3 separate regions of the Mus musculus genome follow, and regions 1 and 3 are each linked to region 2. A link is a contact called in public HiChIP or PLAC-seq and Micro-C data. All regions are on one chromosome and are shown on one strand. The core of a region is the stretch at or near the end of the contact, and the rest is flanking DNA. Distances in the headings are between cores, read along the strand shown.

Region 1 (4,841 bases), core at 12-2,511, 160 kb after region 2:
CCTACCAAATGCAGGAATAACAATAATGATAAAAACGAATCTGTTAAAAAGTCTCTACTAAAATAAAAAAATACTTTTAAAAAGAAGTCCCTTGAAGCAGTTACCTGTGCTCTTACTTTATGTCCAAAATATTTAGCAAGACTAAAGATCACCTTGAATTCTCATCTTAGAGTTTGCTACTGACATTGTAGTTATTGTTTATGAATGGCAATTATTGTTTATGAAAATACAAAGACTACACGGGTGGTGATCTCTCTGTTTGCTGGTCATTCATGGCCACAGTCTATGGTAGGAATGTGTTCAGAATCAAAAGCCCTGCTCTGTTCGGCAGGTGCCAACAGGGTTGGCACAAGAGTGACTTGGGTGTGCACCACTCTCATCTAGAACTGGATCTGATGGAGACCTACCACTTGGGCTAATTCTCTGTAATTGAAGTTTGTTTAATGATATTGTTTCTTCAATTAGAATTTTTCAACTCCCCCCCCCCAACACACACACACACACACACACACACACACACACACACACATCCTCCTCCTCCTCGTCCTCCTCCTTTACCCTGTTTGCTCTTGCAAATTAAAGAACTATACCATGTTTAAAATGAAACAGAAAGTAAACTTTGTTAGTCAGAAAGCCACTCAGGACATCAAGCCATAGCCACACCGAATGTGGTGTGTGAAGCAGGCTCTTCCCCACCTCAGGCTTGGGTCGATGTTCTATCTAACGCTGATCAGGCACAGGTGGCCAAGGTCCCTTTGAGAGGCAGGAAGGGTCGCTCTGCCTCCTGCACCACTTGACTCTGGCAGGGCCTCTTCGTGGTCTGATCTGAGAGGAGGCCTGTCAGTTATGAGGTAACCTTTTCGTTCTGTGCTGGAGAAAGTTTAATTCTGAACTGTGAAAAGATTCAGTAAGTCACCGCAAATCACCCCAAGTGAAGCCCAAACTGAGTAATTTACACAGCACTTTGTGATCTTCAAACACTTGGCAGGGGTAATTATTCATGCCCGACATGGGGCCTTGGGGCCCTAGCTCCCTGTTTGTTCTAAGGCAGAGCAGAGGTGTTTGAAACCGGCAAGAGACGAGCAGAGTTCCTGAGATCATGGCTAATGTGACACCCCCAGGCCTAATCTTCTCAGAGCACCAGGATAAAACAGTGTCCATTACAGAATCAGCCTTCATCCTGCCTCCTTCTGAGCCGGGCCACTCTAGCAGCCAGCTCAGAGACAATTGAGAGAGGCCAGACTTAATCAGGCCTTAGGAGCCGGGCAGAAGGATGAGGCTAATCTCCACATTTAGTCCTTCTGTTTGTGTGGACCTGCCTTGCCTGGCCCTGGCAGATCAAAGGAAGTTGGCAAAAATCAGATTAAGCCTGGAGAAAAGGGAGGGGGGTTTGAGCTGTGTGACAGCCAAATTTTTTTCCCCTCTTTGCCTGTGTTGTGTACATTTACTAAGACCACACAGTTAATCCTGTGAGCTTTCAATACGCCCTGATTGCCTTTTCTTCTCTCTCCCCTCTTTCAACCAATAAAAAAGCCATTAAACTGAAATTCTGTATGAACTGTGGAAATGTGAAGGTTGCTCACAGAAGGCTGGCAGAGCAGCTCAACTCTGCAGAAGTTCAGTGATCTGAGGGGCAGGGAGCCACCATGGGTCTGCTTACCCTCCTAAGGAAGGGCAGTGGCCTGGCGTTTCTGGAGACAGACACAGAAGAGCCGAGTGGAGCCAGCAAGACATCAAGCCATTAACACAGGCTGCCGTGGAGCCGGGATGGTGGTCGGGCAGGTGCAGGAGTGGTGCGGTGACATCTGATCTCAGGGACAACCACCTTGCCACAGAGAGCAGCGATGGAGAACATATGGGTTGGACCAATTAAACCAGCACCCGTGCGTTTTCTTTCTGAGAGCACGCTGAATTGCTAAAGTCTGTTTTTATCTCCCTCCTCCTAAGTGTGTTTTTGTGAACAGTGCCATCGCATCTCTCCTCGGTGGCTTCTGCCCCTGCACACAGTTCTAGGGGCCTTACAGCTCCAGTCGCATGGACAGATGGGTAAGGAGAAGTAAGCAAGAGAGGGATTCACACTCTCACAGTGGCTGGCAGTCACCTGCTGTTTGTAAATAGTGACATGTGGGCACCAGCGGCGTCCTTCAAGCTAGGAGAAATGTGTGCCACTAAGTTGAATGCGCAGAAGGCAACCCTGAGTTGGTACCCAGAAGCTCAGAGCAGGTTAACTGCGCAGGTCTGCGGCGGCTTGGCAGGGTGTGGCCAGTGGAAGCAAGGCCAGAGGCACCAGGGAAACATCCGTCAAAGGGCCATTGGTCTCTCTCATTCCTTCCTGCATCTTGCAACCCCCAAGTGGTGCCAGAAGGGAGCTGTGCGGCCGCTGGGTCTTGGCAGTGGTGCTCACCTCATTAGAGTGGATTAAGCCGTGATGCTGGGAAGGATAAAAGGTGAAAAGCCAACACAGCGCCGGGGCGGCCACCAAAAGCTCCGAGTGTCATTTGTGCACTGTCGCCATTATTGACTTGCACCCATGTGGTTCGCACTTTTCAATTACCGTCTGCCAGCAAGGTGGCTGGTAATTGCAGAGGCTAGTGCATGAGCACAGTGCCAGGGGACCCTCCTGGCCTTCTTCACCTTCCTTGATGCTCAACGGCAGGATGTTCAAAGACAAAGGTCCAGGGCCTGGGGCCATCCCCAAGGACGTGGGGAGGGGACGATGCCATTAACAAAATTAATAAATGAGAATCACACCTCTCTGGCAGGGTGGCCTGAGATTGGCAGCCCCTATGAAACAGGGACCTTGAAGGGCTCTGCTGCCTAGCCTCACTGGAGAATGCCTGACTTGAAAGCTCCCTAAGAAGTAAAGACACGGGAAAGCAAGCTGCTTCAGCCCTGTGCAGCTGCCTCAGCCCTATGCAGCAGTGTTCTCCAGGCCCCCAGACCTCCAGAGCTCCAGCACCACACAGTCTCCCCACCACTAGGGAGGCATGTCTCCTTTTGCTCACATTATAGAAAATAAAGAAAACCTAGTCGAGATGCACACAATGTGAGTGCAGGCACCTGGATCATTTTGCAGGTTGCTGAGGGAGACAGAATTTCATTGGGCAAAGCCTGTGTGGATAGAACCGCACAAACAGACACAACGCATGGCTCCAGTCTAGGAGCTGCTTTCTGCTCTCCTGCCCTCAGCACCCTTCCTATTCCACAGGGGCCCCTCAGTGTCCTTCTCAGCATGCAGAAGGGTTGGTATGGGGCAGTGTGCATGGTTTAGGGGTTGAGGACTGGGAGAGTCACTCTCAAAGTGCCTTGCACTGTGGTCTCCACAGTCTTCTGGCTTCCTGGGCTGTTAGAGCAAAAGGAAAGCCAGATCTTGTGTAAAGTTCCAGTCCTACTGGAAAATAAGACTGTTGCTCATTAAAAGCCTGCTCTTTTCTTGTGATCAACAGAAGGGTCAAGTATGGATTGAAGAAGACACAGTATGTATTACTAGTAGTCGAATCTCCTGAGTTTCTGCTTAGAATACTACAAGTTCATTCACTCAGTGCACCATTCTTGATTCTTAGCAAAATCCCAGGTGCTGTGTGTGTTAGTGATGTGTGTACATACGCACATAAATATACACGTGTGCATATGTGTATGAGCATGCATGTGGGTATGTCTGCATCTATGTGTGTTAATATACAAATATACATGTACCTATATGTGTGTTCAAGTAAACATGCCTGTGTGTCATGTATGTATACTGAGTGTACATGTGCATGTGTGTATATTGTGTATTTGTGATTATACATGTCTGTGTTTATGATATGTGTATGTGTGATATGTGCATGCGTTGATAGGATAGTACAGGCCTGGGGAGGTTGCGAGCCGGTGGCCGGCAGGAATAGCTGGTGCTGAACTAACTCTCGCACAGGACATTGCTTGGATTTCAAATCTATGGTAACCTGCTACCCTTTGTCCCTGTCTCCTATCCACTGCACCCCCCAAGCCCCCCCAAACCCCAGGCAGGATGCGCCTGGTATGGCCTGACTCTGAGAGGCTACAGGTGGATGGAGACCCATTCCCAGTACAGTGCTGTTGGTCTCCTCTGGGGACCGGACCTTAACCATTGGGCCTCAGGCCAGAAGCAAGGCACCAAGGAACCGGGAAGATTTGCAAACAGATTCGCCCCCCAGAAAGGAGCCTCCGAGGCGCTTCCTTCCCCTGCTCTTCCTTGCACGGAGACAGCTCTCTCTCACTCAGTGGAGAAACTCTCTCACTCAGTGAGTACAAACATGCATGAGACTGTACACGTAGGGTGTGTACATGTGAGTGGCATGTGCAATTGTCTCTGTGTTTATGTTGTGTGTGTGTGTGTGTGTGTGTGTGTGTGTGTGTTTGTTTGTTCTGTGTACATGTGTGGCCTCCCATCAGAGTCCAGGACCATTCTTGTCCTATCTCCCGCTCATACAGCAGGTTATGAGCTTTCTGCTTAGGGCATCACTGAGGACAGACCCTCAGGATCAGGATAGGTCATGCTGAGCTGCTGAATTCCAGCCATATTCCTGCCTCATGCTGGGTTTGTATGTGGTTGGCCTTTGAAGTATCACATGCTCAAAGCTGGCCCCCAGTGCAATGAAACTCAGCTGGTGAGGATTTTAAGAGGTGGAGGCTCAGGAGAAGTCATATGTCAGTGAAGGCATTAATGCATTTTCAAGGGGTCCCTGTAAGTTTCCAGTCACACAGAAGTGGACCCTGGATGTCTCTGGTTCCATGTCTTGCTGCCAGTCTCCTCCCTTTTGTCCAAGGGCAGACATCTTCCCATTGCTCTGTCACTTTGTGACCTAGGCATGGTGACCTCA
Region 2 (4,349 bases), core at 1,073-3,572:
GATTTAGGCTTACTTTCCAAGAACCCGGTAGGAGACCTGGAGGTAACACAAACACCTTAGGGGACGAATTTTATTTTCCTTTTAGTTTAAAGAGAAAACAAAATTAAACAACAACAAAAACCTCCTGTGGACCTTCCCTACCTCACTACAATGGGAGCAGACCCCTCCCCCACAAGCACACAGGCAGGATTCCCAAATGGCTCACATCTGTATTCAAATTTTTAGTTAAAAAAATCCTCGCGAAAATAATAACTAAATCACCCTCCATCTTCAATTTTTAAAAGGATACAGTTACCAGGTTAGCAAAAAAAAAAAAAAAAAAAAAAAAAAAAGAAGTCGGAACCCTAAAAAAGTTACTAAAAGCTTATTTCTTTGGCTAATTAGTTTAGCGATCGAGGCCGCGCCTAAGAGGCTTCTTTGGCCCGAATTCGTTTGTGCCTCGCCATTGTAAAATGTACATTTCGTTTTTCAAGATTATTTTAGTTGTAATCGTAAAGTAGAAATTCGGCCTCGTCTCTGCTGGGAATTGTTTTTGAAAGGGCACCTTGTAAATCTCTCATCGCTCCCGGGGCATATTGGCTGTCCGAACAAAATGGGGGTTGATCTTCCTGGTTGGGAAGCATCCGAAAGGCAACTGGCTGGCCGGACCACTGAGAAATAGGCTTTCTTTCTAAACTACAAGAAAAGTTCGGAAAATCGCGCTAGCCGCTTTGCTTCTGCACAGTTGGAGGCCAACCTTTTAAAGGAGTCTGGTCTGGTCTGTTTTGCCAGAGACTGGATAATTCAGGGTTCTTGGAAATTGCTCTATCCAGAAGATAGCAGGGCAGCAGGGGGCTGCCTTCCAAAAACCAGTGCCCGCCTCGCAATTTGCTAGCGGCCTCAAGTTTAAGCAGCCCGACCTTTCCGTTAAACCAAGGAAAAGTGATCATTCGGAAGGACAGACAGGCCAATACTCCTGTGGAGAATTAAATTTAAACACACACCCCCATCTGACACCCACTGGGACAGGAGATCGGAGAGCACCATTTATTTTAAGCTCTGGGACACTGTTCCTTTAACTCTCCCTTATGTAACACGGGAAGAAAAGTGCTTTTCTTTCGGCTCAAATGAAAAGTTTGGCAACTTACGAAAGTAAAGGCAAACACCGTTTCGGAAGCCAGAATTTATGTCAACTTAGTATTTCTTAGCCCCGATTCCTATGGTCCCTACACACTCCATTAAGAGACCTCTCTGCTCTGCTGATGTCTATTGTTTGTTGGGATGTTTTTGATCGACTCCGCTAGGTTTAACCGGTTCCTTTTGGCAAAGTCTAGGGCAACTATCTCTGCTCTGCCAAAGAGGGAGAAGGAAGGTCTTCTGGGCCCAAGGGAAAGCTCTTGCGGCGCTCAGGCGAGGCCGGCCGCCAGGTTAGGGCAGTGTTAGTAAAGCGGCCCTGGCTGAGGGGGCCCGGCGGGCCTGCCCTGTCGCACTGGAGGAGCCTGGCGGTTTTGCCCGGGACCTCCAGAGCCTGCCGCGGTCTCAGGCCTTCTCTGGAGGCTTCTCTCCACTAGCGCGCAACCCGCTTTTCGACTCCGGTCTCCAACCTCCCAAGACCACAGTGGTCACTGCCTGGGCCTCTGGGCACTCCCGAGTCCCCAGGGAAAGAGGTCTCCGCCACCGGATTCCCTCTGCAGGACCCTTCTCGTTCCTTTCCCAGACACTGCCTGCGGATCCTCTGTTTCTCTGTTGGGCCAGCCGCTCCCGATGTCCCCAGGCGCGGTGATCTCCCGTGGGTGCGGGCCAGGAGGACGCGCGGGAGGCGGGAGCACTCACCATCTGCGAGAAGAGGCTGAGGTCCGCGGCATAGGGCAAGAAGGCGCTGTAGTTGGGTGCGCCCGCGTACGGTCCCGCCGCGGCATACATGCCTAGCACCGAGGTGACCGCGGCCGCTCCCGCGCCCGCTCCCAGCTCCGCAGTCCCGGGACGGCCCGACGAGGCGGCGGCCGCAGCAGCCGCGGCCGCAGCCAGCACCCCAGGGCGCTCTCCACCATAGGCGCCCGGGCCCGCGGCGCTTAGGTATTGCGGGTAGCCCAGCTGCGGGAAGGACATGTCCGCGGGCTCGGTGGTGGCGGAGGGCAACACTAACTGCGCGGGCAAGAAGACCGGCTGGCGATCCGAGGAGGCGCGACTCGGGGGCTGCGGGCCGCGGGCCGGGCGCGCTCCGGCCGGCCCGGGGGCGGGGGCCGCTCGCTGTTCCTCGGCCCAGTGCTCGCTGGCGGCGCCCGGCTCCCGGCTGCGCCCGTATCCGAGATCGCGCGCCGACTGCGGCGGCCGCCCTCCGCTCGGCGGCGGGGCTCTCAGACACAATTTGAAGTTGATGCTTTGATTGGCATCCCCTTGAGCACAGGCCCCGCCCCTGGCTCCCCTCCCGCCCCCTCCCTGCCTCCAGCCCGCCCTCGCTGGCCGCTCCCGCCCCTCACGGCGAGCACGTGGTGCCCCGCGCCCGCCGGGCCACCTCCTCCTCCGGTGGGCGCGCACGGCCCGTCTGCTGGTGTGGGTCCGGAGGCCGCAGGCTCCTTCCCAACCAGCCCCCGCGGCTTTTGACAACCTGTCGACACCGGTTTACAGCTGTCTGACACCCGGTTTTGCAACGGAGATCTGTTCCCCCATCCCCTTTTAACAAAAGCAACTCGGGGATTGCGTTTCTACAGCTGGGGTGGCAGGGAAAGAGGCCTGGGGCCAGGGGACAGTCTATAGCGAACAGCCTTTCCTCTGTGGCTGGCTCTGCAGCACCTCCATGGGACATATTTGGCTGAAGTGTTCAGATAAATCTACGCGTGGCTTGACACCTCGGATACAGGGTGCGTCGTCTCTCTGGCCCCACTTGGTATCAACAGATACTCTGGAAATTGCTGCCCCCCCCCCCTTGCACTTGGAGAATCGGGTTGTGGCCGGCCGCGCTCTGTCAGCTTCTCCAAATATAAAAACTTTTAAAATGGGCAAGCCAGCTGAGAGGTCGCTGCCTAGCGGAGGAGAGCTCCTAGAGGGTGGGGGAAAGAATTGTAGGAGGGGAAGGACCTTCGCAAGGTAAAAGAACTGGCAAATCTTGCCCACAGTCATCTACCACCCTCTTCCAGTTTGGGAGAAGCCTGAAAGGCCTGGGCTCCTGCGTTTGTCCACTAGGTGTGCAGACGCGGAGAGTCAACACGAGTGGAGCTCAGGTACCTGAGGTGGCGCTGCGACTAGCCAGTCCAACAGGACAGGACAGCCGCCAGTCCCCTGTCTTTGAGTCTCCCACGACACCCCCCCCCCCCATCCCCGCCCAATTCCTATCTCAAACGCTGGGAAAATAAGAACCAGGCAATTTGAAAGCCAGGGGCCTGGCTGCTCTGTTCTCAGGGCAGACTTGAAATGCTCATTCCTCTCTCCTCTCTCAATCAGTGCGGCTGACCAGAGAAAGATGCTTCTGCTCATGGTGCCCTAGATTGGTATTGGAAGTGCAGAACCAAAATGTCCAGAGACTCCTAGTGCCTCGTTTCTTGCTGCTGTCTATAATGTGGCAGAGGCTTGAGTGTGTCACATCACACGGTGCTGGTGGAGCTTCACCTTCAGGGTCTAATTTCAGACTCAGAGAATTAAGGGGTACAGTGACAGGTTTGACAGAGAGCCCCAACATGCATACTGGAATGCTGCTGTCCAGGGCCATTGGGACCCTGGACACCAGCTAAGGCACACTTGCTTGCCTGGTGTCTCCTGCAACATCAGGAAGTCCTCACTTATAGGTCTTGAAATCAGATACTAAACCTTGCCTGTAATTAGGCACAATACAGCTCTTAAAAGTAGTTACTAATTACTAGTGGGAAAATCAGGTAATCTTCATTTTCTCTGCTCTGGGTTGGATCTTCTCACTTAATCAGGCTGTTTCCTCCATCTGACCCTGCCTACTTCATGACCCCAACACCCCTTGGAATGTCAGGACCTGCTTTCCTGCTTGGATTTAGTCTGGAGGGTACCCCAAGGGAACCCCCAGAGTTCTAGCTTCTGAAGCTCCTAATTGTGACCTCTTCTTGGTTCCCAGCTATTCAGTCATCTTGTAACCAGAATCTTGGGACCCTTATCTTACATCCTCCAAACAAACAAACCACTGCAGGGAAGTTCTGGAGAAGAGCGGTCTGACCATTGTTCTGGCTCAGTGAACCCAGGACTCACTTCAGATGACAGGTAAATTCAGGAAAGATAAGCCCTGAGCTGTTACCTCAGAGAAGGAGGGAGGAAGTCAGTCCAAATACATCTCCCTACCAGTATGTAGTGGCAGAGGGGTTACCGCTTGTCATTACTCCCACAACTGTCTGCTTGAGTTGCAGGTGTTG
Region 3 (4,384 bases), core at 1,561-4,060, 230 kb after region 2:
CAATGAAACACTTCTCTAGTTCTTTGAGTGGCTGTGTTCCAATTCTCCAGGGGTCAACTCTGATATGCTACTACATAGTCTCTTTCCCCAAATGACTAAAAACTGTCCCCCATACCACCTGAATTCACAGAGATTATCATTCCCAACATAGCAAAGAAATTCTGGTGGACAGAGCTTCGTAACCTTCTTCTAGAAGAAAAATACGTTCTTGGAAAACAGGGTTCTGTCACCTCCTTCTGGAACAGAAGTGAGTTCCATGAGAGCCAAGCCCTGTCACAACCATGTGGACATGAATTTGACTCTGAGATCCTTTGAAGAGATCCTGGTGAGGCCAATAAACTAAGCAGCGAGGGCTGAGTTTGTGGCTCAGTAGTGCAAACACAGAGGTAGCAGGGAACCTTGCAGGTGACCTGTATGCAGAGTGTATGTAACTTTGGGCATGTGGAGGATAGATAGTCTCTATGTCAACCACATGTAGATTGCCAGGTGCTAAGCCTGCTGAGATAAACAAACTACCCCAATCCTTGGGAACCTCATTATCTCTGTAGAACACCAGGGATGCTCAAGCCCCAACCACTCAATAGCAAGCCTGCTTAACTTTATCCTACCAGTACACATCTGCTAACAAAGGCAAGGCAGATAGAGACCTGATTGGTGACTTCCTCTTCCCAGGCAACCAGATTTCTATTTCAGCAGACAGGCCCAAGCTACAAGAACCACAAGCCGTAGGTACTGGCTGTGACTGAGCAGAACAGCATTTGGGGAACAGAGCTATGTCTGGCCTCCTCATCAGTAGCAAAGTTCAGCATTCATCAGTGTTCTAGTGAGCCTGTGAAAGTTACAGCTTAGGCTTGGCTATCTGAAGCCACTAATAACCTTCTCTTGCCCTCTGTACTTGTTCTTCTGGTTGGATATCCTAGTCAGTGGTCAAGGACAATGTTTCTGCAATGAAATTCTTTCCAAGAAGACACAGAGAGGTAAGTAATTTTCCCCATAAATATTGCTGCAATGAATGGTCAAGAGAGCTGGGGAGCAAAATAACTATGGAGCACCCATGTTTGAGCAGAACTCTGGGACAATGTTGACCTTGGCAAAAGGATGTTTTGGGGAACTGTCAGAGTCCAAAATCAATTAAATATGATACAGAAAAAGTCACAAATCAATAATTTCCCAAGAGAGCTGTTTAAGCTCTAACACATTATGGAAGGAGAAGCTACTGTGGGGAAGGGTGTTCCATAGAGGACCATATGTCTTCACCTTGATAGCTTTTCTAACTGTCAGGAAACCTATTGTGGGTATGGAATACCCCACCTTCATAGAAGTGCTGGCAGACCTTGTTCTTCACAAGCTCCTGGGTCTATAAAATCAAAAAGAAAACATCTAGGTTTTCTTACGGGCCACATAAGTATTTAATGATAAGGAAAATATAAAGATAACTTAGGGTTAGTCAATCTGCTTAGATTCCCACCAAAATTAAGTTATGGCAACCCATCAAAATGTGGGTCTGGTCATCTTTACCAACTTGGCCTGCAGGTTTGATCCCCCAAAGTTGGAATATATATATATATATATATATACATATATACATAGAGACAGAGAGAGCACACAATGGTGCTAAAGAGGCAGAATATGGATCAGAAACAGGAGTCTATCATCTATCAATCTATCATTTATCTACCATCTATCATGTATCTATCCTGTGTATGTATGTGTGTATATAATATATATATATTTATATATCATCTATCATTTTATTTACTATAATCATGTATTACCTATAACCTATCTATTATCTATTTTCCATCTATATATATATCAGTTATTTATCTACTATCTATCATGTATCTATCTGCCTATTATCTATCACCTACCTATTACCTATATTCCATCTTTATAGCTATCATTTATTTATCTACTATCTATCTATCTATCTACATTAGCTATTAGGGCCACTGTGGAGAGGTAGGTGAAAGAGGTGGTGGTGGAAGTTGTTCCAGTTCCTAACTTTTCTTTCAATCTAAATGATCGTGAGATGTGAGTTACCCATTAGCAGAGGGGCACACAGTGGTATCCAGGGCATTGCTGCTTGAAACCGATCTTTACAAATTAGGTTTGTTTGAAGCTCTGTATATATGGAGAGATGGGGGAGATGAAGATAAATAGCTGGGGCCTTGGGGGGGGCGGCAATTGAGCAATACAGAACCCAGGTTTTGGCATGTGTCCCACAACTGAACCCTACAAATGTCTGCATTCCTTTGCAATCTAGCAAGCATGACCACATATCACTTTTTGTTTAAGATGACATCACTGTCTCAAGCAATTTCCAACACAGGAAGTATCAAGAGGCAACACCTCCAGGGCTCCTCTTCCTATGGAAACTACCTCTATGAAAACTACCAAGTAAAAACAATGCCTTCCTGCACCACATAGTTTGGAATAAGGGTACTATGTGGTCACTGGCAGAGGACAGTACATTTCTACCAGAAAGTTACTGGGACTGAGAATGTGGACACTAAGTATTTTGGGGCGTGGATAGTAGTCTTCAGGGACTGTCCCTGCTCCCCAGGACAACTTGTCTGGAAGCTAAATTACTTTCACAACAACTATACCAAAAGTCTTTCTTAGATATTCACAGTCATGCTTGCTGCCTGCTCCTGCTTGCCCTTCATAAATCAAAACATTACTAAATCTCCCCCAAGGTGGGCGATATAAAGAGCTTTATTGTTCCCAGGCGGGCTGACAGCACGGGCTTCACAGGTCCATTGTTTCCATGTGGTGCGTGGGATGCAGGCACCTCTGATCCCGTTGTCTAACCATGAGCCAGATACTCAGCAGAGTGAGTCACTGAAGCCTCAGGCTCGAGGCTCCTCAGCAAGTTTGTTAAGATCCGTCCTAGGTGCTTGCTCCCCAGAACTGGGACTGAACACCTTCATTTCAGACGATAATTGCTACATGTACTCACAAATGATTTATTGTTGTTGATGGCAGGCTGCCTTCTGATCTGCTGCCAAAGGGCATCGCCAGCTCCTGATACGTACATAAAGATGAGAAATGATTAACCGTGCCCACCGAATCGCTACTGGTATGATTCTTATCCCCTTGTCTTGTTTTGTAGGGCTTAGAAGGAGCACAATCGCCCAGAGTGGTGCTTGCATTCCTGCCTGGTGACGCAAAAGCTGGAGGTGTTCTTAGACATGTACCGTGATTCCAGGCGGTAATCTGCAGGCTATTTAATAAAGACCTGGGCTCGAGTTTCAAAGAACAGCGCAGACACCCACTCACTGGCGTGCTTCACATTGCTGGGCTGTGGAGTACACCGTTCCACACTTTGTCTGCTTAACGAGTGTCTCTTATTTTTAGCTGCTCTTCCAGGCAAATGAGGCCCCAGCCTGTTATCTTGATAAAGTTACATTTTTCTTAGCCTCAGTAATCAACTCCCTAGCTATTCACAAAGACTGGACCAGCTCCCAGCTGGCAAGACATGGAGGAGCTCTCAGAAGCAGGTGTACAAAAGATACTAAAGACAGAATGTAACTACCATGCATAAACAAAGTGAGAACCTCTTCCCCTAAAACATTCAAGCCTATTTTAGTTGGCAGAATTCCTCTAAGATTTTTTTTCAAAATACTGTTCTAATCCCAGTGAGGTCTGAGAGAAACCGAAGCCAATCAGAGCTAAAGATGCCTTTACCTGAAACTGTTCATAAAGTTACTGGTCTTTCATTTCTATCTTGACTGCTTTATCAAGTCCTGTTCACCAACAAGGTGACTCCAAACAGAATGGAACCATTCAGGCCTGAAAGAGCTAGTCACAGAGACAGAGTTGTACAGGTGGTCGTGAGGCCTGAACTTCCTGGCCCAGTGTGTCTGTGTGTGAGAGGTGTGCTCATAGGACTATTAGTTTTCTCTAGAATTTGTAACCAGAGAATTCAGACCCTGCCTCCATGATTCCATTAAGTACACTCAGCATGTCCATAGATCACTCTCCTGATCCTGGACCTCATGGAAATTGCCATTTTACACAAGACAGGTTAAAGCCAAAAAGGAAGTAGGAATCTAACAGAAAGCTTTCTGCATTCACGAATGGTAAGCCTCCTTTGTTGATTCCCAGGAGTACAAGTGTCACATCTATCTTGATAGACACTCCGGACAGGCCCAATCCTACTTCCAAACATGAGAACAGCAAGAGTTGAAGGGACCCGTGCTCATCCTCCTTCCTCTGGGATCACCTCTTATGCTCGGCTGAGGTGAGCAGAGGGGATTCCCTAAGATGCTACACTAGCGGTGTAGTGGTTTGAAAGATTTTGCCATCTTAGGTTCATATGTTCAAAGGTTTGGCCACAGAGTAGTATTATTAGAAGATGTGGCCTTGTTGGAAGGAAGTG

What was found. Hi-C and Micro-C count contacts between places; a contact is called where the count stands out from the background. HiChIP or PLAC-seq counts read pairs in DNA pulled down with a chosen protein or histone mark.
Region 1: an H3K4me3 HiChIP or PLAC-seq map of the SCID.adh cell line shows a contact between it and region 2, with 48 read pairs. The contact joins the enhancer-like site here to the promoter of Irx1 in region 2. A contact is called at or near these places in 2 of 484 Hi-C or Micro-C datasets (cardiomyocytes and nephron progenitors), 4 of 115 datasets of contacts at active chromatin or transcription factors (the SCID.adh cell line, T-cell acute lymphoblastic leukemia, cardiomyocytes and 1 more) and 2 of 9 other capture datasets (adipose tissue and liver).
Region 3: a contact with region 2 is called in a Micro-C map of embryonic fibroblasts, with 2.1 times the contacts expected there. The contact joins the enhancer-like site here to the promoter of Irx1 in region 2. A contact is called at or near these places in 3 of 484 Hi-C or Micro-C datasets (the Patski cell line, embryonic fibroblasts and nephron progenitors) and 1 of 115 datasets of contacts at active chromatin or transcription factors (the SCID.adh cell line).

Annotation. Positions count from the first base shown.
Region 1 is chr13:72,119,985-72,124,825 of GRCm38.p6, forward strand. No RefSeq gene overlaps it. Among named protein-coding and RNA genes, the nearest start is that of Irx1, 160 kb to the left of the region's middle. Within about 2 kb of position 1,262, at least 19 of the 459 cell types and tissues checked have an H3K27ac peak or open chromatin away from gene starts, as enhancers often do. A contact at or near this core is called in the SCID.adh cell line, where this site is marked.
Region 2 is chr13:71,961,401-71,965,749 of GRCm38.p6, forward strand. It overlaps Irx1 (Iroquois homeobox 1), which reads right to left and starts at 2,323. Exons shown (of 4, transcript NM_010573.2): 1 at 1,813-2,323. The coding sequence starts at 2,088.
Region 3 is chr13:72,195,696-72,200,079 of GRCm38.p6, forward strand. No RefSeq gene overlaps it. Among named protein-coding and RNA genes, the nearest start is that of Irx1, 230 kb to the left of the region's middle. Within about 2 kb of position 2,811, at least 61 of the 459 cell types and tissues checked have an H3K27ac peak or open chromatin away from gene starts, as enhancers often do. A contact at or near this core is called in the SCID.adh cell line and embryonic fibroblasts, where this site is marked.